Regions from separate parts of the Mus musculus genome. Here all the other regions are linked to region 7. A link is a contact called in public HiCAR-type, HiChIP or PLAC-seq and promoter capture Hi-C data. All regions are on one chromosome and are shown on one strand. The core of a region is the stretch at or near the end of the contact, and the rest is flanking DNA. Distances in the headings are between cores, read along the strand shown. Region 1 has its middle 23 kb from the start of Pus7l. Region 2 has its middle 8.9 kb from the start of Gm30754. Region 3 holds the start of Lrrk2 (leucine-rich repeat kinase 2). Region 4 holds the start of Tmem117 (transmembrane protein 117). Region 5 holds the start of Pus7l (pseudouridylate synthase 7-like). Region 6 has its middle 40 kb from the start of Pus7l. Region 7 holds the start of Yaf2 (YY1 associated factor 2).

Region 1 (3,200 bases), core at 425-2,924, 1.2 Mb after region 7:
ACTCTGCCTTCACGTTCCTCCCCTTGGAGCTCCGGAAAACCCTGTGGCAGGCAGAGGAATGATTGTAAGGAGCCAGAGCTGTCCAGGACACCAGGAGAATACGGCCCACGGAATCAACTAAGCAGGGCTCATAGAGGCTGAAGGAACAATGCCGGAGCCTGTGTGGGTCATCACTAGGGTCTCTGCTTATGTTATGGTTGTTAGCCTTGGTGTTTTTGTGAGATTCCTAATAGTGGAAGTGGGGCAGTCTCTGATTCGTTTGCTTGCTCTTGGGACCCTTTTCCTCCCACTAGCTTGCGTGGCCCAGCCCTGGTAAGAGTGTTTGTGCCTAGTGTTAGTGTGGCTTGTTATGCTATGTTGGGTTGACATCCTGGGGGCTCTGTTCTTTTCTGAAGGTAAACAGAGGAAGAGGGGAAGGAGGAGCAGGGAGAAATGGAGAGGGGGGAAACTGGTTTGGATGTATTTTATGAAAGAATAATTAATAATGATGATGATAATAATAATGATAATAATAATATGAACGTAATTATAATATTATAATAATAATAAAGTGAACCAGCAGATGCCAGTCATGTGTATAAACTAGAATCAGTCGACTCGCTTCTTCTTTAAGCACAATGCCCTCTGGAAGGACTAGAGAAGCTAGCTCTGAATTAGGACTAAACTTCGTCACTCAGCTTTTCCTGTGACATTTAGAATTGCCTCAGGTATCAACTCGGTTTCCTATCAGCTATAGCGATTTTAATATACCCCTGTGGAACATACTCAAATATGTGAATGACACCAGAATAATTTGGATCTTCTACTTAGATTGGCATCTCAGAAAGAATATTATTTCTCCCTCAAGACATCCACCATGTGCCTGCTCAGCAGCAGAAGACGGTATTAAGTTTGTAGACAGAGAAATTATTACCACAGAGCTTGCTCTCAGAAGGCAACACTGGGGAAAGCCAGGACCTGGTGTCCTGGCTGGTTTTATGTCAACTTGAAAGCAGCTAAAGTCATCAAAAGGAGGGAGCCTCAATTTAGGAAATGCTTCCATGAGATCCAGCTATAAGGCATTGTCTCAATTAGTGATCAAAGAGGGAGGTTCCAGCCCATTGTGGGTGGTGCCATCCTGGGCTAGTGGTTCTGGGTTCTATAAGAAAGCAGGCTGAGCAAGCCATGAGGAGCCAGCCAGTAAGCAGCACCCTCCATGAGCTCTGCATCAGCTCCTGCCTCTAGTTCCTGCCCTGTTTAACTTCCTGCCCTCAAGGCTTTTGCTGATGAACTGTTACCTGGAGCTCTGTGTGAAATAAGCCCTTTCCTCCCCAACTTGCTTTTGCAATAGTGACCTTATGTAAGACACCTAGGAAGCATGGTCAAGTTCAATTCCACACCACATCTTGTCTGATCTGAGACAGATCACTCAGATAGGCTTCTAAACTGCCCAAAGCAGGAAATATTACATTCCCAATGGGGGTTGGGATGAGTATGGATTAATATGAGAGATACTTATACAACGCTAATAAATGTTAACTGTGTCTAAAGTTACCGAGATTTCAACTTTTACAAGTTACAAAACAAACAAACAAAAACAAGGCAGTTGTGCCTTGATAAGATGCGGTGTGGCTCTCAGCTCAGCCAGCAGAGCACTTGCTTAGGGTGAGCAAGGCCGGGGGTTCACACCCCCTGACTGTGGTAATACAGCAAAACACCTCAAAGTTAAGACTGTTCACCTTCCTGGTCCTTACGCACCATTAGTCTCAAATGTAACCTTGGTAATTAAAACTAGAGCAAAGGTTATGCTTATGAAGCTATCATCAGTTGGTTCTTAAGACATAATAAGGTCCTTGGAATTAAAAAATATATTTCATACCAAATACTGTTAAATGGAACGACTTTCGGTATGCGTAACAGCTAAATAATGTTCTAGTTATGATGGATAACAAAGATATGCTTTTTGCTGGCTCCGTTTACTGTATGAGAAATATAAGCTTACAGTGCCACCTACAGGCCAAGACAGGAATATTGATGACAGCATGTTTTAAATGCTTGACAGGCTCTAAGAAATGCTATTTAAAAGAACACTAGGTTAAGTTTTATATAACTGATTTTCATATTTAATTCATAAAATATAATTTCACTGAGGGAATGAAAATATCCCTCCCCTCCCAAGTTTTGCTACTTTATAGAGTATCATTTCATTTTCAGTCATCGCTAAAATCATGAGGGCCACTTTAAAAACTAACGGTACCATAATATCCAACTTCATTTGTATTTTGAGATTGCTGAAGCAGCTGTAATGGGTTATCTCGATTGTCAATTTTAGGAGATTAGAGTCACTTGAAGACAACCACCCTCAGCACACATGTGAAGAATTATCCTGTTTAGAGGGATTGGGGCAAGAAGCCCCACCCACAACAGGCGGCGCCATTCCCAGTGCTTGGATCCTGGACTGTATAAAAAGGAGGATGTGAGTGACAAGTATCCCTGCTGTTCCCTACTTCCTGACTGTGGTGACCTGAGCCCTCAGGGATCCTGTTGCCATGACTTCTTTGCCATGACAGATTGCACCTTGGACCTGGGAGCCAGAATAAACCCTTTCACGTTTAAATTGCTTTTGTTAAGGTTTTTCCTGGCAGGAACAGAAAGGTAACAAAGATGATATGTAATATCATATGACATACCATGTAATATCCTATCATATATGGCCATTATATATATATATATATATATATATATATATAGTTATTACATTACACACATAAAATTGACATATATATGTGTGTGTGTGTATATATATGTATATATATGTATATATATATGTATATATATATATACATATAATTGAATACTCATCATCTTAATAGAATGCCATTTTCTTTTCTTCTCTTCCAAGTTGTGCCTGCAGACGTGTAACAGCAGTGGAGTTCCCGGCCTCTTCTCAACACACGGTACTTACATTAACTGATGACAGTGGTATCTGTGTTAATGTCCCCTCTGTTACTGTTGATCAGGAAGCACAGGGTCTTGAACAAACAGGAGCTGGGGCAGCTGGTCCCCAGTGGCTATGGGTTTTGTTTTTGTTTTAACATTCTTTTATAATTTTTTTTAATTGAAAGGATACTGAAAGAAATACAAATATAGCTGAGAGACTGCATTTGCTTAGCATATGCGATGCCTGGAACGGAGCTTTGTCTGCACTAAAATAAGCTTCA
Region 2 (3,168 bases), core at 9-2,508, 1.3 Mb after region 7:
CAGATATGTGGTAATGCTAGGCTCGACCTCAGTCTGAGGGACAACCACTTTCAGGATGCTGTGTTTGTGTGATTCTAGGATCCAAGATGCTAAAACCTACACCAAGAAATAGGGTCTGTATGCTGGGATAAATCCAAGAGCCAAGTTCGGAGGACTTTGGGATCTGGGATGGTGAGGGGGGCTAGGAGGCTGGTGTGTTGGATGCAGGGAATCAAGTAAGAAAGCCCCTTAAGATATATATGTCTTTAAAACCTCAAATGGCTCAGAGTCCATGCATCAGGGCAGGTAAGTAAATGACTAAAGGAGACCTTGTCGGCCAGCTGCTCGCCGTCATGGCTGTAGGCTCTAGAAAGCCAGTTCTTGTATGATTTGTGAGAAACTGGAAATTCAGTTCTGTCCTTTCACTATGTGAACTCTGCTGTTTTTAAATATTCACTATTGAGATAAACTTTTGAAGTTAGTGTGAGTGTCAAAACTAATAATTCACAGGGCCACATCGACGCAAGTTTTCAAGCCTTGCTGTAGGCCAATTGTCTGGGAATCTGGTGGGGGAGACGGTCTTAATATGTGGTCAAAAGACTGAATCGTGTCAGAGAAATACGTTGGCAGTGGTTCCCTGCCTGCTTCTCTGCCTCTTAGGCAACTTTATCTATAGCAGGAAACACCAACAATTTCTTCTACAAGGGTGTGAGGGAGAGGTCTGAGGGAGATGGGTGAGGGGAACAAGAGAGAGAAATAGGGGCAAGAAAGGCTATTATGTGTTTTCCCCTGTGCAGAGTGTGGACTTAAAGACTATATATATATATATATATATATATATATATATATATATATATATATAGTGTTATGTATATATAATTTTAAATATATTATATGCCATATATACACATACATATGTAGCAAGAATGCAGAAAGGAGACCATTTCTGTGAAGAAAAGAGACAAGCAAGAGGAGGAGGGGATGGAAGAAGACAGCGAGGTGGGCAGATAAGAGCAAGAGACAAGATATGCTCTACAAAGATCTTATACTGAAACCTCTTATTTTGCAAGATAACTAAACGCACGGTTAAAAACAGTAATTCCTTCTACCTATGTTTCTCCAGCTTTCATGAACAAATGAATCACCAGGGATGTATTAAAATGAAGGTTACTAAGCTCGCCCGAAGAACTTCTGATTCAGTGGTGGAATCCTGGGGTGCTAACACCTCACCTCAGTTTACTGTAACACAGATGGTGTAGAGACGGCACTGTGAGAAACAGTGACTCACATTGCTAATGTTGGCTTGTCTGTGTTTCAGCCCCAATTCTCGACTGAGTCAGAGAGCTGTATGTTCAACCCTTCTTGGAAATTACCATTGCTGCTGTATCTCGAACTTGGTATCGTCTTCATCCAAATCCATTATGTTATTTCAAAGCCAGTGTATAAGTTTTATATATGTGCACCTGTTATTTTTTTTCCAAGTACACACAAGCTGGAGATACCTGAAAAGAGAGAGCCTCAGTTGAGACACTGCCTCCATATGATGGGCCTGTGACCAAGTCTGTGAGATAGTTTCTTGATTGACATAGAGCACTCCCTCTCCCCTGCCCCTCAATGTCTGGTCAGGTGGTTCTGTGTAAGAAAACAAGCTGAAGATGCCAGCCATCCAGCAGTGTTCCTCACAGCCTCTGCTTCGGTTGCTATTTGAGTTCTTGCCTTGGCTTCCCTCAGAGGTGGCCTGTGATCTCAGAGATGGGCTATGATGTAGATATGCAGACCGAGCAAACCCTTTCCTCCCCAAGTTGCTTTTAGTCACAGTCTTTATCTTGGCGATAGTTATCAAATAGGGGAAACGGTATATAATATAACAGCAAACGGTATCATGTCGCGATGTCCTCAAACTTTGTGTATGCAAGGGTCTTGCGCGCGCTCGACTGGCCAGGAAGAACGACGCTGCAACAGGATCCTTCTGCACACGTTTATTGGGAGAGCTTGATTGCAGAGGCGAAAAGACCTCGAGCCCAGAACTGGTGCTGCTTTTATAGGACTAGGACAGGCGTTCTCTCTCATCTGATTGGTTAATTTGTCTCTCATCTGATTGGTTAACTTGTCTCTATCTGATTGGTTAACTTGTCTCTCATCTGATTGGTTAACTTGTCTCTCATCTGATTGGTTAACTTTTGTCAATTCTCAAAACCTCACCTTGGCAAAAGAACCTTTACTGGCTATGTATGTGTGGTGGCCAGCTGTAGCCAACTGCCACTCTGCAACTGCCACTCTGCAACTGCCACTCTGCAACTGCCACTCTGTAACTGCCACTCTGTAACTGCCACTCTGTAACTGCCACTCTGCAACGGCTTCCCACATCTCCTCCTTTTTGTTTTAATAAAATGAGGCTGGTCTAGGCCTGTGCAATTACGTCCATCCGCCGTGGCTCCTGTTTTAGGTCATTCCTCTAATGTCACAGCCTTTCCTGTCATAGGGTAACCCTATCGCCACTGGGCCCCGTGTCTTAGGTTGGTCTGTGCATGAGGAAAGTTGCCCGTCTCTGAATACCGCAGTGCTGTGTGACAGTAACTGCTAAATGACCTAGGGCGAACTCTGCAAAAGAGGCCAGCCAAAAAATGAATTAGTGGGGAAATCATGATCACCCTATTAATGAGCAAGGGCTGATCAATGATCGTTGAGTCTCTCTCATCCCAGTGTCGTGGGGTGCAAGAGCAGAGAACTCAGATGCCGACTAATTCTTGAGCATAGATAACCAACCTTCAGGGGAGGTGCCGTTTTCAATAGCTAAAAGTGCCTGAGTTATAATCACCTTGTCACGTTTTTGTTGGGTTCTGAATTTGCATACCAACCAGAGCATGAACACCAGTCCACAGCATATGGCAGCACCAAACAAAATCACTCCCACCCATTCCTTAAAGTAAGAAAAAGCAGAGGTAAGCCAAGAGGTAAAGTCTCCGAGGGTCACTGGTTCCACTCTGGTCCCATTAAGGTTCAGGATCTGCATCTGCAGCCTCGTCTGCAACCTTTCCAGCTCCTGCGACCAGTTCCCCTTCAGGTAATTCGATAGGTCTGTACTTTTAATAAAAGAATTATTAATGTACCTATTGGGAGTAATGCACACATGCAAAGTGGATGCCACACAACTCATTTGTATGACATCCATCATCTGTTCCATGTCAT
Region 3 (3,307 bases), core at 319-2,818, 1.7 Mb before region 7:
AGAAAAGAAAATCTGAGGTCCTCATGTCATGAAAGCGCATAGAAGAGGTAATATAGGTCTCATATATGTCATCAGCTGAGAGTTTTGTCATTATGGAAAATTACACACAGAGAGGAGCAATGCCCCAGGAATTCATCTCTTACCTTCCACAATTCCCAGTTCATTTCATGTCTAATTCTTCCCGTTTTGACCCCACCCTTCAATCGTGGGTTACTTGGAAGCAAATCCTAACTATTCTAGCCTTGCAAATATTAGCACTTTACTACCACGCAAAGGTGAAAACCCTTGGCAACAAGAAGCACTCAGTGAGTACCCAAGCTGATGGAAACTTGCTTTCTTGTTCTGCTGAAAGTGCAGAGTGTGGACAAACTTTCAGCCTGACCTTCAGTTGTGTCTTGGCTCTCAACCCGCCTCTCAAACCCCTCCACCTCTTACCCATCCCAAAGACATTTCCTCAGACAGGAAAGAACTCCTCATCCGTTTGTGAATTGTTATCAGAATGTTAACGAACTAGAAGCCAGGAAATAAATTAACTGCTCTAATTCTCCTTCGGGGTAAATAACCTTGAGGTTGGGTCATCTGAGACCATAGAACATCCAAGCCTTGACTACAGCACTGTACCAGAGACTTCTCTTCTTGAAAAACCTTACTACGTGAGCATTTTCTTTTGCTTTCTTCTTGGGATGCAACATCTTCTTCACAGGGATGCTTTAGCACTGTGCCTTGCAGATCTGTCCCCTTCTCCCCCGCCCCCTCCCCTTTCTTCTCCTGCTTCAACTCTTCATTTACCTCTTCTCCTTCCCCCTCCCCCTCTCCCCCTGCTCTCTCCCTCTCTCTTCTTCCTCTACTTCTTCCTCCCTCTCCTTTTCCCTTCCCTTTCTCCCCTCCCCCCATTCCTTCTTTCTAGGTAGGCTCTTATAGCCCAGGCTGGCCTTGAACTTGTATGAAGCAAGGATGGCCTCCGATTTCTTTGGTTCTTGTCTTCACCTCCCAGGTGCTGGAATTAGCAGTTGCCCCGGCTTTCAGAATACCCCTTTTAACTTTAGAGGCCCGGGCAGCAGTACTAATAACTAGTTCAGACCAAGAATGCCGTTTAAAGACTGTTTCTTCCAACCTTAGCTTCACTGACTCTGCTGTGAGTTCCATCCTTGAGAGCTGAATCAGAGCTCCCAGATCCTGCCTGCAAACTCAAAACAGAGAGAGGCCTTTTGGCAACCACAACCAGAGCTCAGGATAACCAACAAGCAAACAACTCCTAAAGCCCATGTAGCTGGCCGATTTTGATTGTTAAACGCTGCATTCTTTGGGGAGCAAATTACTCCTCTCCCTATAGGGGGAACTCTTAAAAGAAACCGCTTTCCTGAAAGGGGCCAACTGGGCGGTGTCCTCCTTTCCCAACGCCCCTTTGCTATTCTTAGTGGCGGGGTGGCGGCTTTCGCTTTTCCCCGGCGGAGTTCCCAGCGGCGCGATGCGGCTGGGCAGGCCGGGCTGAGACTGGGCAGGGGCGGTCGCCGTCACCGTCTGGGCGCGGCTGGGGACCGAGGGCTGGGCCTGCAGCGGAGGCGGCCGAGCAGCTCTGAGAGCAGGAGCCGTCCCAGCTCGCCGCAGTCCCCGCCGGCTGCACCATGGCCAGTGGCGCCTGTCAGGGCTGCGAAGAGGAAGAGGAGGAGGAGGCTCTGAAGAAGTTGATAGTCAGGCTGAATAATGTCCAGGAAGGCAAGCAGATCGAGACGTTGCTTCAGCTCCTGGAGGACATGCTGGTGTTCACCTACTCGGACCGCGGTAATGCCTGCAGCCCCTCCCTCCTCTGCAAACTTTATCCTGCACTTGAGTCTTAATCTTGGGCACCCCACTCCTTTCCTTCAGGGAGGAAGGAGCTGAGATCCCTGGAAGATTGAAAGGATGCCAGGATGCCGTGGTTTGTGACTTTGTTTTCATCCCCCATTTGCCCCCTTCTTTTCCAGCCTCCAAGTTATTTGAAGATAAAAATTTCCACGTGCCTCTGTTGATTGTCCTGGACTCCTACATGAGAGTTGCCAGTGTACAGCAGGTAAGCGGGCCTTCCCATCTGTTCCTGAAGACTGTTCTGTGATAGGCCTTATGTCCCGGGGTCTTGAGATTTGCTTTAAGAGGGGAAATCTTGTCAAATGTTGGCAGAGGAGAAGCACCTTTGACATTATCTGGGTGGTGGTAGCAGCAAAATGAAAACAGGGCTCTTATTGGCAAGGTGAGTCCGTTAACCTTTCAAACTATTCTAAGAATGCTCCTTAATATACAGCGAGTTTCTGGTAGAGCAGTGCAGTGAATATTTCCAGCAAGGGAGGGTAATTAAAAAAACAGTAATAAAACAGTCAAGTCTAGGGTCAGTTTGCTTTTATACTTTTAAATTAGAAGACACATTTCAAGGATTCTTCCTGCAGTGTATATCACCCAGTATCTAAAGAAAGTGATGTTTCCCGAATGCCCCCTCGCCTGCCGTGTTTACATTTCTACTTTGCGGCTGTTATCATACAAAGTGGATACAAAAGTAGAACTTCTGTCTGGATCTGTGTCACAGGAAGTCCAGAAGTAGGCTATGTAATTAACTGTGATTTTAAAGCAGACTCGGATAAGTAAGAATGGCTTTCAGTCAGGACAGAATTACTTCTGAAGGTGCTAACTTCCTTTAGAGGTTTGCGATCTGGGGAACTGAAATCAGTTTTGTCATCCAAATACTGAGAGTTATTTGTCGGGGAACTCTGGAGGCACGGGAAGAATAGAATACTCCTTCATAGTCATTCTAGAGACTAAACTTTTCTTAGTCTCCAAGTTCTCTCTCTCTCTCTCTCTCTCTCTCTCTCTCTCTCTCTCTCTCTCTCTCTCCTCCTCCTCCTCCTCCTCCTCTCCTGCCTCCTCCTCTTTCTCCCTCTGTTCCCACCCTGTCAAGTTCTCACAGTATAACCCAGACTACTTAGAACTTGCCATTTTCCTGCCTCTGGCTCCCCAGTGCTATAATTATAGGTATATGTCACCATACCTGGCTCTAATTTTCTTTTAGAAAAGCATACTTTTATCTGCAGTAAATATTTTTATTTTTCCAATTGTGAAACTTTCCTATCTGACTAGTCATTTTCAGGTTGTTATCAGACAAAAATCAAGAGGAAGATGGAGGTATGATAAAGATACTGTACTTTTTAGCACCAAGAGTCTGAATTTTACCCACGGAATATGAATCATTTTGAAGGTGCTTTCTGTTCTCCACCTACATCACCCTTCTTGCTTTATATTCAAAAGTGTCTAATTCTGGCTGCCTACACTGCCAAGACCT
Region 4 (3,202 bases), core at 468-2,967, 1.3 Mb after region 7:
CTCAAAGAATGGTGGTGGTGGTGGTGGTGGTGGTGGTGGTGGTGGAGAGTTAAGATAAACTGGAAAAAAAAAAGTAAAAACCAAATATCACAGTGAAATGCACAGAATGCTGACATAGGATGCACACAAGGAAATTTGTAGACACACCATGAAAGAGACTTGCTAAGCCACAGTTTCCAGAAAATAAACTATGACCACTGTCACTTGCAAAAATGTGAAGCCAGCAGGAGGGACAGCAGAGCCCCCTAGGACTTGCTCTCCATGGCCACTTCAAGTCCGCAGATATCGCAGCTGCCTCTGCTTCCTAAAACTCACTTCTGAATCCTCAGTCCAGCCAGGAAAAGGGTTGCCCTGGCCTTCCTAAATGTGCTGCTGTTGGCACCCAAGAATGATCTCCTTTTCCATTCCACAGTACAGACTGTGATCATTCCCATTAGCACCAGCTGTCAGTATGCAGTAGCTAGCTATGTGCATGCTGGATATAGCAACGTTTAACACATTAAAGCAGCCAGCAAGCTGAGGTAGCGGTTGCTATTAGGGGCTGAGTAAGCAGCAGACATGAGGAAAGAGAGGGGTTCCTTAGGCCAAGTCAAAGGTTCCTCCTGACACATGCTGCAGAGAACTAGACAACCCACACCAATGACAAGCATTGGGGAGATGTGCTTATGTGTACATGTGTGCATGAGTGTATGTGTGCTCACGTATTTGTGCAATGTATACATTATCGTATATTTGTATTTATGTGTGCGTGTATGTATCTATGTACACACACTATTTCTGTACAGACAACTATCTATATATGCATATATACAGAGACACAGCCATGTACCAATCTGTCTATATGGGCACACATATTTACATATATGCATATGTGTGCATCTATATATACATACACATATATGTATGTATACGCACATAAGTGAAGATATATGCACAAATACACATAAATATATATGCATATACACATATAAATTTACATATGTACAGACACACACAGAGATACACACACATATATATGCATATACACACAGACACAGACACACACACATGTATGTATGTGTACATGCATATGTGAATATATATACATCCATACACAAATATATATGCATATACACACATAAATTTACATATACACAGACACACAGAGATACACACACATGTGCGTATACCCATACATATACACAAGACACATAAATATATATGCATATACACATATAAATTTACATATACACAGACACACACAGAGATACACACACATATATATGCATATACATATATATATGTGTATATATATACACACACACACACACACACACACACACACACAGACACACACACAGACACACATAGACCGACATACAGACACACACAGGCACAGACCCTCTGCCCACCCCCACCCTTCACACAGCCGCAGGCAGGGATGCTGTGTGACCGAGGTCGCCTTAGAAAGTTAGCGGTCCCAGCTGCTGGCAGGCGCAGGTTCCCCGCAGGGTGCTGCTGATGCGGTTCCAGCAGGCCATGGCCGGGTGGCGCTCTCCCTAGGCCGCCGCAGCGCCCCTGCCCTGCTGTGCCCTGCCGTGCCCTGCCGTGCCCTGCCCCGCCCCGCCCGGTCCGGTCCGGTCTGGCTCCGCAGAGGCGCGGCAGGCGGGCGGGCGTGGCGGCATGTGCCCGGCGCGGTCCGGGGCCGACTCTGCGGCGCGGCGGGAGCGGCGAGGGCGGCCAGCGTAGGCGGCGGCGTGGGCCGCGGTATTTATAGCCAGGTGACAGCAGCGCGCCGCGGCCCGTGTCGCCGCTCGTCCTGCGTCCGCCGCGGTGGCCGAGCCGCGCGCCCTCCGGTGAGTACGCGGCGGCCCGCAGCCCTCGGCCCGCAGTCCCGGGCGCACAGGCAGGCCGGATCCCCGCAGCCCCGCAGCCCCGCGTGCCCCCGGGCCGGGGACGCGGGAGCCGGCCGGGGACCGAGCCAGCCGAGGCTCCGGGGGACCGGCCGCGGGCAGCCCGAACTTTCCCGCTCCACCGATTCCGGGGCGCAGGGACCCAAGCCCCCGGCTGCCTGCCTGCCGGGGAAAGGAACAGGTTGCATTTCCTCCGTGTCCTTTCGGGAAGGAAATGGGAAGGCCTGTGTGTTTGCGAACTCCATCGTGACTGAATTAAAAAAACTAGTTTTCCATTTCTATTTTGAAAAATACCACAGGCCCGCGGCTGTGTGTGACCCGTGAGAGAACATCTAGCCTGCTATGATTCATTCTACCCTCTGTGGAACATCGGTGTGTGTGTGTGTGTGTGTGTGTGTGTGTGTGTGTGTGTGTGTGTGTTTGTGTGTGTGTGATACTTACCTTGATATTAGTGTATGGACACAAAGAACAAAGTGAGTTGAAGTATGTAAAATATGAGGTACCCCCACCTCAGTCTTGGAAGCTTTTATGGTTTGATTTGCATTCTGTAGCAAGTTGTAATTTACTGAATATAGTGGTAAAATCTATGTAAAAACTATTTCTGTTGTATCTATCATCCATCCATCCATTGATTGATCAATCAATCGATCCATCTGGATATAGTATCTTTCTATTCCCTCAACCTTTGTAGTTTAAGAGCAACTGGGGATTTTGACTCAGCCGTTCGCCACTGCTTGCTCTCCCATTCTCCATATAATTCTTGTGATTAAAAAAAAAAGTACCCATCAGTTTTTCTTAATTTGCTTTAAACTGCCAGTCACTTAAAAGGTAACTCCGGGCTTGAATGAACTTTAATCAGCCCGTTGAGTTTTGTTGTCTTGGAGTAAGACCTCAACAAGCAAATGGCCCGAAGGGCAGTCTGTGCTTTCTTAAAGGGTCAGTCCAATGGTCACGTCTCCACTTTATAACCCAATAGGACGGGCTGGTCCCCACCTCACCATTACACTGGGATGCTGTCTTTCTGGAAGACCTTCAAACCAACTTCACTCTTCGCTTCTGGGTTAAAAAGCTTGCTTATCGATGTCCCAAGGTCTGCAAGGATAAAAACACCGGAGGAGGAAAATTACTAAACTTTGATACAATGTGACGAGAAAGGATGTGATTTACCAATGTGATGCTGCAAATTAGTTGGGTACCACAGATACCATCCAGGTCCCTATCCAGAGGCACTTAGGTGGTTACATTGATTGCTTGAGAAAGCTTTGCTTTATTTAAAAGGCTGTGTGGTCTTTGGACGGGACTGAAAGCAA
Region 5 (3,532 bases), core at 164-2,663, 1.2 Mb after region 7:
AATGATTGTCATCCTCAGAACCTCAAAATCTCCTGGAGCAAACTTCAGAGACTGTGGTAGTGTTTTTATACATTGGAAATTAGATCACGAAGAAGGATAAGAAAGGAAAGTCTATAATAAATAGTTACGTGAACTTCTCTGTACACTTCAAGGTCGGATAAGTCAGTCCTGGTCCCTCATCTTGTTCTAAATTCTCTACAGGAAAGATACAAACATCTCAAGCTAATGAAAGGGAATTTCTACCAAGTCACTGGCATAGAAGAAAAGAAAGTCTCATGGTGTTTTCTTGGAGCAGCGGCCCAAGGCCAATTCTATAGGGAATGAATCACAGTCCTCACACAATCTACTCTCTCCACGACACACGGAGCCCTGAGAGAGCAGCTTCACTGCCTAGCTCTTGTATTTCCCAGACTTTACAAGTAATTGATCATCTACATCCTCAGACATTTTCACCCACCAATAATCTAATCTATAGGATTCATCTATAAGCTTTAGGAACCTGTTTTCTTTTCTTTCACACACACACAAAGAAAAAAACTGATTTAATTTCCTGTATAGCATGACTAGCTAATGTGTTCATTATTTACTGTCCATCTTCTTCAACTTAAAGTGTCAGTTCCACATGAGCCAGAATTCTGACTAGCCCATATTCAGAACAGCACCAAGGACATAGTAGGTCTGCAGTAGATACTAGTTGAACAGATACAAGTAGAACACAGTAAGAGCGTTAATGGTGACAAGAAAGAAAGAAGTGTTAACTTTTGTCTATGATAATCAGGAATGGTATATAATAAACTGCTACTTGACTTTGGAAATAGTTCAAGAGACAGAAGCGGGGTAGAAATACCACGTGCAAGTACAATCAAGACGGGCACTGGGGGGGGGGGGGGGAAGGGGGAAGCCCTGACACAGAGCAGAGGGGATAGGGAGAATACAGCTGAAGTAATGCTGACAAGGAAAGATAGTGAACACCCTGTCAAAGGTTGGCATCTGCCCCCGTGGAGTTGTTTCTAATGGCAGATGGAAATCAGCAGTCAGCTCTGACCAAGTCCACAGGGGTCCTCGGAACCCTAGGGATTGTTGGAAAAGAAAGACCATAGGACGGCTTTCCAGGCTACACGTGGGGACAGTGCAGCACGAAGGCATGGCAGTCAAGCAGCTAGTCAAGAGGCGGGCAGACAGGGCACGTGGGGGCGAGGGTGGCAAGAGCTCCTCCTCCGCTCCGCGGGGCGAGCCGAGGCTGCAGAGGGACTCCCACCCCAACCCCACCCCGCTCCCTGGGCGCCGCCACCACGCCTCCCTCCCCGGTCCAGCAGTCTTGGATCCACCGGTGACCCGGCATCCTAATAGACTCTGTGAGCTCTACCTCGCTTCCGTGAGAAAGTGGTCCGCCGAGTGACACAGTGCGCATGCCCAGAAGCCTTTCCGCCGCCTAGCCTCTTACAGGGACATTTAAAGGGACAGGCTCCGGTTGGTGTAGCTCTTCCCTGGGTGGAGCTCGGGGAGGGAAAGGCGTGGCCTTCCGGATTGGCTCCGCCCCTATACTCTCACCCTTAGCTGACCTGCCCTCCCTGTCCCACAGGGGGATATGATGCCCCGGTGACCCGCAGCATCCCGATCGCAGGCAGTCTGAAGTCGCCTGGTGGTCCTGCGTCCTCCACCCCCGAGTCCTCGCCGGACCGTGGCGGGACGCCGATCGCCTTGTCCAGGAAGCGAGGGACGTCCGAGAGGAAGTAGGTTGTATGAGGAAGGCTGATCTCAAGCCACGATCTCTCCGCTGTCCTCTGTCCCGGGCCGGGTTGGTGATCAGTCGCTTCGCTCCAGAACCAGGAAATGGGCGCACTCGGGCAGAGGAGGCTTGGGGAGCCCCGCAGCCTCTGTGCGCTGCTCTGCCGCCGGAGTGTCTCGCTTGCTCGCTATGGGGAGCATAGGAAGCTAGCTGTAGTCAGACAGTCCAACAGGTAGAGGGAGAGGTAAGCGCAAGACAGATTGGAAGCAAGAGAGGGGCAGGAAAAGCATTCCCAAGAGAGCAAGAAAGCACCATTAGCTTTCGGAATGGACACAGTGGCCCCAAAGCAGGAAATTTAAAAAAAAAAAAAAATCGATTTTTCCGTTTCTGGGAGTAATTCTTCAAGATGTATGCCAAAGAGCTCAGGGTTTTTTTTTTTAATTCTCCTATTTTCATGCTAAACATTTTTGCTTCCTACATGTTTCAAGACTGATCTGATCACTCCGGCCAAACTTGGGCCTCCCAGTCTTGTCTTTGTTGTGTTCCCTGTTCAAACAGAAACAAACAAAAAACAAACAAACAAAACAACTTAGGAGATGAATTCGCACTCTACAGTAGCACAGACTTCTGTTGACTGCACTGCAGACAACAACGGACTGAACCGCTGAGCCTGTAAGCCAGCCCCAATTGAATGCTGTCCTTTATAAGAATTGCCTTGGTCATGGTGTCTCTTCACAGCAATGGAAACCCTAACTGAGACAAGTCACCAACTGGGAACCAAGTACTCAAATGAGGGACGATGGAATCCCCTCCTGTTCAAACCACCGCAGGCAGCGTTTAACAGACTGCCAAATGCATTCTCAGCTTGCTACCTTCTTCCATCATTAGAATAAAACTCCCCTGTGTTCTTGCCTCCCTTTTCTCCCTATTCTTCCTAACGTTTTATTTTTCAGGCACCTGGATTAATATCTGTCACAGATAGGACATGTCTTGGTGAATGGATGACATTATACATTTTAGTATACCCAAAGCGTTTTAGTGGCCACTGAAGTATGTCAGTGTTTAGAAATTGTGGACATCTCTCGGCATCTCAAAGGTCTTTTGGCAGATGCATCAGGAACAAACGGGGCTGCTGTAGGGTGAGAGGCATTGGGACAGCTAGTGTAGAACATGGTTGTTTGGGTATGGGGGAAGTTCAGACTGCGTAAAAGTATAAGGAAGAAGTGACCAGGGGGAGGGGCCAGAGTGGGAAGAAACCAAAAATTCTTATATAGGAGGAAGCTTGCTGGGCTTTTTGTTTTTGTGGGGTTTTTTTGTTTTTTTTTTTTGTTTTGTTTTTTGTACTTTGTTGTTATTGTTGTTGTTTGTTTTACTTTGCATTTTTTTTTTTTTGGTCTGTTCCCTGTGTCTTTGGGCCCCATCTCAATCCACAAGCATTGTTCACAGAGGAGAGGGCACAAAGGTCACCCCTAGCAGTCAGGTCTAGTCTTTCAGAGCACTGTAGCAGCCAAGGAATTGAGCTGGTCCCGAAAGGTGTTAAGCGGCTTTGACGTGTAAGTTTTTCTGAGCTCTGATGGGACAGAGAGGTTAACGGACACAGAGATGGCGTCAGCCCAGCTGCTTTAGTTCTGAGTCCTGGAAACAAGGTCTAGAAAGGTAAAGAGGGTTGGGCTGGATGGCCCATTGGTCTCCCCAAGAGGTCAGAGGTCATCCAGCTGATGATCCATTGGTCTCCCCCAGAGGTCAGAGGTCATCCAAGCTGATGGATGGCCCAATGGTCTTCCCCCGAAGTCATCTAGGCTG
Region 6 (3,469 bases), core at 780-3,279, 1.2 Mb after region 7:
ATAAATATTCAGAATGTAGTTGGTTATTGTGTTGATTTAGTAATGCAACAGTTGTAGACACTCCTTCAAGATACATGACTTTACTAGCCTCAGATAAACACTACTTTTTATTTTGCCCTTCTTAACTGAATGTTGGCCATTGGTTTAAATTTTACGTCCATCTGTATGAGTGTGTACACATGGTCTGAATTGCTTAATTGCTTATGTTCTAAGTGTCGAATGAGCACTTCTCCAGGTATAATTTCTTTCTAAGCTAGTGCTCTGGGGAATTCAACTTGCCTCCTTCAAGAACCCTCCACTTGTTGTTCCTGTTGTTATTGTTGCTGCTGCTGCTGATGTTTCTGTTGTTGCTGCTGTTGCTGCTGCTGCTGTTATTGTTGTTGTTACTGTTGTTGCTGTTGTTGTTGCTGCTGTTGTTGCTATTGTTTCTACTACTGTTGCTGTTGTTACTGCTGCTGTTGCTGTTGTTGTTGTTTTTGTTGCTATTGTTGCTAGTACTGTTGTCGCTGTTGTTGTTTCTGTTGCTGCCATTGTTGTTGCTGTTGCTGCTGTTGTTGCTGTTGTTTCTACTGTTATTGCTGTTGTTACTGTTGCTGTTGCTGTTGTTGCTGCTGTTGTTGTTGCTGTTGTTGTGTTTGTTGCTGTTGCTATTGTTGCTAGTGCTATTGTTGCTGTTGCTGTTGTTTCTGTTGCTTTTGTTGTTATTGCTGTTGTTACTGTTGCTGTTGCTGTTGTTGCTGCTGTTGTTGTTGCTGTGCTGTTGTTATTATTATTGCTGTTGTTGTTGCTGTTGTTGTTTTTGTTGCTGTTGCTATTGTTGCTAGTGCTGTTGTTGCTGTTGCTGTTGTTTCTGTTGCTTTTGTTGTTGTTGTTGTTGCTGCTGCTGCTGTTGTTGTTTCTTTCTCTCTTCAGACTTCTTTCCACTTACTGATACCAATATGAAGTTGTTCTTTTCCTATTTTTCCTACCAGCTTCTATTCTTATGTATAGTCTTGAATGATGGAAATGCTTATCTTGCCACTGCAATAAGCAAAAAGTTTCTTGGAGTTTTATAACCAATGAGCTTTCTATGTCTGTCCTAACTCTGAATAATGACATGGAGACTATGTCTATTTAAATTAGCTTTAGGCCTTTGGTTACTATAGTTCCCAACTATCTCTCATAATTTAAATTACTCTATGCCTGCCATGTGGCTTGTTACCTCTCAGTCTCTCGTGCTGTGGCCTGCTTCTTCCTCTGTGTTGGGTTGGATTCTCCCCGTACCTGACTCTTTCCCAGAGTTCTCCTCTCTCTGCCCCGAAACCCCACCTTTCTTTCCTGATTTTCCTACAGGTCATCAGCTTTTTATTAAAACCAAACAGAAGGTGGCAGAGGGAGTGGTTACAAAATATTGTGTAGCCATATGAACAATAATACCAAAATGGGTCTGCATTTAACTATCTGCCAGCACAGAAATCAACATTTGAATAATGCAAAGACAATCTTTACACTGTATACAAAAAGATCACCCCAACAGAGCTTCTTGCCAAACATTTCCTATGACTATCCCCAATTTTATCAGAAAAGGAAGAAAATTAAATACGGCAAAACATTTGATCTTCTGAGGTGCCAATTCTTGACTGAAGTAGCATAAAGATAGGTAGGGAAATGCCTTGGTCCTTTCCCAGAGGTGGTGGCCATGGTAAGAGTCTCTGGTATCACACCACAAATACCAGTTATAATACAATATTTGCCTTGACTGAAGTTACCTAGCTTTGGTTGCTCTTGCTTGTAGGTCAAGAATCCTGAACAATTCATAAACTAAGCCAGTGTCTTACCCAACTTTCCATAAATGTGTACCATAGGGAATAGGTCCTGCCAGGAAAATAGATAGCTACGCTGATAATGAATGTTAATCACAGTTTGATAATGAAATGCGTTGCTCCTGCCAGCGACTGTCTGCCTCTTTACAAGAAATGCTTTAATGGAGGACCATTTGGGTGATACTTAGTCAAAAGCTGCCCAGAAGTCACCCTGCATAGCATCTGTTGCTCCTGGCAGAACACAGGCTGTATTCCCGGCGGACATTTCTGAGCCAAGAGAGGAAAGCAGGGTGCCCAGTGATGCAGAAAGTCGGGGTGAGCTTCAAACCTATGCTCCCTGGAAGCAGACTGAAATGTTGCCAAATTTAATTCTAAACAACGAAAATCTCCTTGGGTATTTTGAGCTCACAGTGCCAGGTCAATTTCAGTTTAGCATTTTCAAATGTCCTGCAAAAAGAGATTGTACAACACAGTATTTGTTTTCTTTCTGTTTTGTAACTTCTTTCACTGCTGTGTCTCACATCTGTTCCCTTACTTCATACAACTGTTTGTGTGTGTCCTGGCATCCCTGCAGGCCTCTTCATTCCATTAAGGTGACTCTGCTAACAGGAGTTCATTCTATTGCCTTGTACGTAATCCAGGGATAGAGAAAGTTCGTCCGTGGTCCAATACAGCATTATTTCCATATTTGTTGTGAAAATCAGATGTCCCTTTGAAAGGATAGCCTCGCCATGGTTTGCTGGGTGCTTCGAGCTTGTTGACAACTTTGTGCAGGTTTTGGCTCAAGGAAATGATGCAGAGCTGAAGATGTAACTAGGGAAAGCAGGGGGCTAAATTGGAGACAAATGCCTCTCCATACTCTTTCTAAAGATAAACGGTTTTGAGACTGTTTGCTTTTGGAAATCTTACAAACAGATTGCTATACAAACTTGTAGAAGACATAAGATCACCCTGCCCCCGACACAGACACACCCAGACACACAGACACACACATTTCACTTCACTGTTAACACTCTTATCTATCATTTCAGTTGTGAGTTCCACACATCCTTTTGGGCTTTGCTTTTCTTCTGAGTACTCCAAAATCCTTGGCTTAACCAGGAAGAGAAGTTCTATTCTCTGTCCTGTTCCCTCAAGCAGACAGCGAGACGATTCTCTCATTACTTGTTCCTACAAAGGGATTATGCATATCCATTTGTGGCACAGCCTTGTGTCAGCTGCTGCCAATCATCGAGAGACTGTGAGTGCCCTCACCCATGGATAGGCTGCACTACAGTGGCCTCATACTTAATTAGGCTATCTCCCATTCTTTACCAGGTTAAAAACTACGTACCCAGCATAGCCATCTTCTTGTTCTCCTTTAAGATCTGGGAGGTTTTAATTAGATTAAAATCATCTCTTAAACCCAAAGTTCTGATTTTGGTTTTTTGGGGTTGTGTTTATTTATTTATTTATTTATTTATTTTTGGTTTGGTTTTTGTTTGTTTGTTTGTCTTCATTTTCTTTTATCCAGATGGAATAAATTCAGTCATAGCAGCTCACAAGGGTAACATTAGTATAGCTGTATTTTATCCTCTTTTTTTTTTTCACTCATAAGAATCACTGAGTACCTATTTAGATGCTGTGCTAAAAAGAACTAGTTAACCAATCATGTCCCGGCTTGCATA
Region 7 (3,339 bases), core at 595-3,094:
GTTTCCATCCTTATATAGACATATACACCGTGCTTTCCAAAACACTTAAAACGTGAGTCCAGAAATAGCAAGTAGTTTCTCTTTTTAGAATCTTTCCTTGAACTTAAAAGGGATTTAAAACCTTGCTTTTTAATAGACACCAAGAAATACTAAAAATATTGTATTCAATGTAAATGAGAATTCGTAGTAAAAACCTATTGAGATTTATGACAGGTATGTCAAAAACAACCAGTATTGTAGAAACAATAAAATCCTGACATGTCTCTACACTTACAATGTTAGTAAAATTCTATAAACTGAGTTTTTAAAAAAAAAACAGGATACATCATTTTTAGAAATAACTTTGACTATTTAGAATGTCAAAATTATACAGGCCCTCTGTTTCAAACAGAAAATTCCCCGTATTCTGTAATCATTTGTATTTGAATAGGCTTCATAGCAGCAAAATAAATGCCTTACTTAAATATTGCTACAAATCACTGTAGAAGTGGATTTAAAGGCGGCCTTCCCAAGGGAACTATGACCAAGTGGAGACAGATCAAGAATGCTACTGAGTTCGAATTTCCTAAATTTAACTCTTTTAAATGGTTTTTTTTTTTTTTTTTGGAAAGACAATTATAATACTATATGCCTACCATACAACAAATCCAGGGCCGGCAACAGACAAAGATCATGTCATCTCGTTTGTGTAAAAATATCCAGGCACTGGAGTAAAACTGCGTTGCTGGGTTCACCTCCCAACCAACTACTTAACTGTAAAAAATTATTACAGAAATAGAACAACAACAAAAAAAAACCCAGACGCGAAACCTTGGCCTGACCCTTTCCGGACATCCGTTACTAAGAAAGTTTAATCCATTACGATCCTACAAGCGATACTTTTTCCCCAGGGGGACCGAGTGACATCGCGGCCTTTCCTCCGTCCCCTCCCCCGCCCCGGCTCCCCGTCCCCGCCCCCTCCCCGCACACTAACACCACAATGCGACCAGCGATCACGGTCTCTGCGCCCGGCTGGGGAGGGGGCACCGCACCGGCCACGCATGGAACGGCACGGCACGGCAGCGGCCGGCGACCCCCATGGATAATTCATCCTCCGCAGCAGGCGCCACCGCCGCCGCCACCGAGCCCTCGCCGCCAGCCGCGGCTCAGCCGGGTCGCGCCCCACCGCGGCCGCCGCCTGGCTGGCCGCCCCGCCGTCCCGCGTCGCGCGGGGGGCCCCGCGGGGGATCCACGGGCGCGCCGGACTCACCGGGTGGAGGTGCCCTTCCGCACATCGCACATCATGCACTTGAAGGCCTCGGCGCTGTTCCGGAAGGTGCAGACACTGCAGTCCCAGTAGCCCTCATCCGAGGCGGGCTTCGGCTGCCGCTTCGGCCTGCAGGACACAACCGGACACGACGCAGCGCGGGGTCAGCCGCAGGCCGCGCCCGGCCCCGCGCCCCGCCCCGCCCGGCCCGCGACCCCCGCCCCGCCCGGCGCCGCGCGGGGGAGGGGAGCGCGGCCGCTGACCCCGGCCGCCATCGCGGCCCATTGTGGGCAGCCGCGCGCCCCGCCGCGCCGCGCCGCACCCCCTCTCCCCACACACACGCGCGCGCCCCGCGCCGCGCCGCTCCACGCCACGCCACGGGACCCCGGGCCGCGGGCGCTCCGCCGGCGGGCGCCCTACCTGGTGGGGCTCTTCTTGTCGCCCATGCTCGCTGCCGACGCGCGCCGGTCTGTCAGCGCCGGGGTGAGGGGCCGGCGGAAGCGCGGAGGCGAGGGGGCGGGGAAGGCCGCGCCGCGAGCTGCAGCCGCCGCCGCCGCCGTCGCCGCCGCCGCTGCCGCCGCCGCCGCCGGATCCCACGCAGCCTCCAGCTGTCGGGGAAACTCCTGCCTGCGCGCACGTGACCCGCGCCGGCCAACCAGCGGCCGCGCCGGAGACTTCAAACGCGGGGAGCGCGGCCCAGCACCGGCGGCGAGTTCGCGGCGCCGCCTCCCTCCAGCTCGCCCGCCCGCTGGCTGCCCCGGAGCGCTCCGGCCGTGGCTCGCACGCCCCGAAGGGCGCGATGGCAGGCGCCCGCAGACACGCGTGCGCCCGGCGCGGCGGGGACTGTCATCCTTCCTTCTGGGGAAGCGACCCAGAGGCTCGGGAGAGGTTCGGTGCCCTGCTCTAGCTTACATAATTCAAACGTGACGAAACCAGGGTCTGATCCGGTTTTAATTGCAGCGGCGTCCTCCTGGCCTCACGGGGCTCTGCAGTGGCTTGTTATAAAACGGACGCTCGTGAGCCTACGTAAGGCAGACGAGGTTGCTTGTGCCCTGGACACCACCTCCCCGAGTCTCCTTACTCCAGCCTGTCGGGGATACACACCTCGCCTGCTAGACCCAAACAGCCATCTCGCTGGTCCTTGAAGCTCTGCTTCCCACCTCGCCGATCTGGCGGGTACCCCACAACCAGAGTTAGCTTGACATCCCTCTGATCGAGGGGCGACTTTAGCATGCCAAGTCGGTGAACCGTCATCAGGAAAGCTGCCCCTGAAGAAAGGAGAGATGAAATCCATCCCTTCTCGGAGCCCTGCCTTCTTCTGCCTTATTTGGGTGTGCTGATGGAGGCGTTGTAGCCTCCGCATCAGGCTTAACTAACTGAAGGGGACCCAGTTCAGGCACTGCGTACTTAACAGTTGATCTGACTGTGTGGCTCCTGGGATACTATAAGGTTGTTTAGAAAATGTATCCAGCTGGGCCAGAGCAGGATGGAGCAAATTTTCATCATGATACTCAGAGTGAGATGGCAACTAAAAACTTGAGGAGTTAACTGTTTAGGAAGTCCTTAATATTTTGAACTATATCGTCTGTGGGTAATTGAAACAGGAAAGCAAAACTCCAGCAAAAGGGAGACTACTGTATTGATGTGTTACTTACCAAACAAGAGTTAATAACCAAACTGGAGGATGCTCTCCTTTTTATCATTGGGAATATGATATTAATTGGGGTAATTAAGAGGGAAATAGGCTTCAAGCTTCTGAGAAAAGAAAGTCAAAATGAATTATAGCAGAACGGGTGGGAGTATACAGCTCAGAGATGGAGCACTTGCACAAGGCACTGAGTTACTAGAAATTTGGAAAAGCATTTAAAAGATTGTTTTATGTGGGGTTTGCTTGGGTGCTTAGTATTACTTTATTTTTGCAGAATAGAGAGTCTGACTTAGTTGAGTGTAAAAGTTATATATTAGAGGTTGCGTTAATTTTCCAAGATAAAAGAGGCTGAGTGGTTTATGCAATGGAAATGTTTTTTCCCATAATACTGGAGGCTCCGAGTAGAAGATAAAGATGTCAGGGCTGCTTTCATCCAAGGCTCCAC

What was found. Promoter capture Hi-C pulls out the DNA fragments that hold promoters and counts their contacts. HiCAR-type assays count read pairs that join an accessible place to other places. HiChIP or PLAC-seq counts read pairs in DNA pulled down with a chosen protein or histone mark. Capture Hi-C pulls out chosen DNA fragments and counts their contacts.
Region 1: a contact with region 7 is called in a promoter capture Hi-C map of hippocampal neurons, with 6 times the contacts expected there. The contact joins the enhancer-like site here to the promoter of Yaf2 in region 7. A contact is called at or near these places in 18 of 39 promoter capture datasets (the 3T3-L1 cell line, 3T3-L1-derived adipocytes, the C10 cell line and 12 more), 1 of 484 Hi-C or Micro-C datasets (cortical neurons) and 5 of 115 datasets of contacts at active chromatin or transcription factors (astrocytes, embryonic limb bud, forebrain and 2 more).
Region 2: a contact with region 7 is called in a FOXA1 HiChIP or PLAC-seq map of pancreatic cancer cells. The contact joins the enhancer-like site here to the promoter of Yaf2 in region 7. A contact is called at or near these places in 2 of 39 promoter capture datasets (liver and pre-B cells), 1 of 15 datasets of contacts at CTCF or cohesin (the NIH/3T3 cell line), 2 of 484 Hi-C or Micro-C datasets (CD4 T cells and muscle stem cells) and 2 of 115 datasets of contacts at active chromatin or transcription factors (large pre-B cells and pancreatic cancer cells).
Region 3: a contact with region 7 is called in a promoter capture Hi-C map of pre-B cells. The contact joins the promoter of Lrrk2 here to the promoter of Yaf2 in region 7.
Region 4: a contact with region 7 is called in a promoter capture Hi-C map of hippocampal neurons, with 5 times the contacts expected there. The contact joins the promoter of Tmem117 here to the promoter of Yaf2 in region 7. A contact is called at or near these places in 3 of 39 promoter capture datasets (embryonic stem cells, hippocampal neurons and liver).
Region 5: a promoter capture Hi-C map of liver shows a contact between it and region 7, with 5 times the contacts expected there. The contact joins the promoter of Pus7l here to the promoter of Yaf2 in region 7. A contact is called at or near these places in 9 of 39 promoter capture datasets (the C10 cell line, the HPC-7 cell line, cranial neural crest and 5 more), 1 of 15 datasets of contacts at CTCF or cohesin (the NIH/3T3 cell line), 4 of 484 Hi-C or Micro-C datasets (CD4 T cells, CD8 T cells, Th1 cells and 1 more), 11 of 115 datasets of contacts at active chromatin or transcription factors (the 230-238 cell line, the NIH/3T3 cell line, astrocytes and 8 more) and 3 of 9 other capture datasets (adipose tissue, embryonic stem cells and liver).
Region 6: a HiCAR-type map of fibro-adipogenic progenitors shows a contact between it and region 7, with 6 times the contacts expected there. The contact joins the enhancer-like site here to the promoter of Yaf2 in region 7. A contact is called at or near these places in 3 of 39 promoter capture datasets (cranial neural crest, hippocampal neurons and maxillary cranial neural crest) and 3 of 115 datasets of contacts at active chromatin or transcription factors (astrocytes, embryonic limb bud and fibro-adipogenic progenitors).

Annotation. Positions count from the first base shown.
Region 1 is chr15:94,518,732-94,521,931 of GRCm38.p6, forward strand. No RefSeq gene overlaps it. Among named protein-coding and RNA genes, the nearest start is that of Pus7l, 23 kb to the right of the region's middle. Within about 2 kb of position 1,675, at least 2 of the 459 cell types and tissues checked have an H3K27ac peak or open chromatin away from gene starts, as enhancers often do.
Region 2 is chr15:94,606,738-94,609,905 of GRCm38.p6, forward strand. No RefSeq gene overlaps it. Among named protein-coding and RNA genes, the nearest start is that of Gm30754, 8.9 kb to the left of the region's middle. Within about 2 kb of position 1,259, at least 15 of the 459 cell types and tissues checked have an H3K27ac peak or open chromatin away from gene starts, as enhancers often do. A contact at or near this core is called in pancreatic cancer cells, where this site is marked.
Region 3 is chr15:91,671,656-91,674,962 of GRCm38.p6, forward strand. Lrrk2 (leucine-rich repeat kinase 2) reads left to right here and starts at 1,569. Exons shown (of 51, transcript NM_025730.3): 1 at 1,569-1,782; 2 at 1,965-2,050. The coding sequence starts at 1,626.
Region 4 is chr15:94,627,468-94,630,669 of GRCm38.p6, forward strand. Tmem117 (transmembrane protein 117) reads left to right here and starts at 1,718. Exons shown (of 8, transcript NM_178789.4): 1 at 1,718-1,835.
Region 5 is chr15:94,542,094-94,545,625 of GRCm38.p6, forward strand. Pus7l (pseudouridylate synthase 7-like) reads right to left here and starts at 1,414. Exons shown (of 9, transcript NM_172437.3): 1 at 1,367-1,414. It overlaps Irak4 (interleukin-1 receptor-associated kinase 4), which reads left to right and starts at 1,567. Exons shown (of 12, transcript NM_029926.5): 1 at 1,567-1,733.
Region 6 is chr15:94,501,627-94,505,095 of GRCm38.p6, forward strand. No RefSeq gene overlaps it. Among named protein-coding and RNA genes, the nearest start is that of Pus7l, 40 kb to the right of the region's middle. Within about 2 kb of position 2,030, at least 19 of the 459 cell types and tissues checked have an H3K27ac peak or open chromatin away from gene starts, as enhancers often do. A contact at or near this core is called in fibro-adipogenic progenitors, where this site is marked.
Region 7 is chr15:93,335,091-93,338,429 of GRCm38.p6, forward strand. Yaf2 (YY1 associated factor 2) reads right to left here and starts at 1,845. Exons shown (of 4, transcript NM_024189.6): 1 at 1,667-1,845; 2 at 1,250-1,375. The coding sequence starts at 1,692.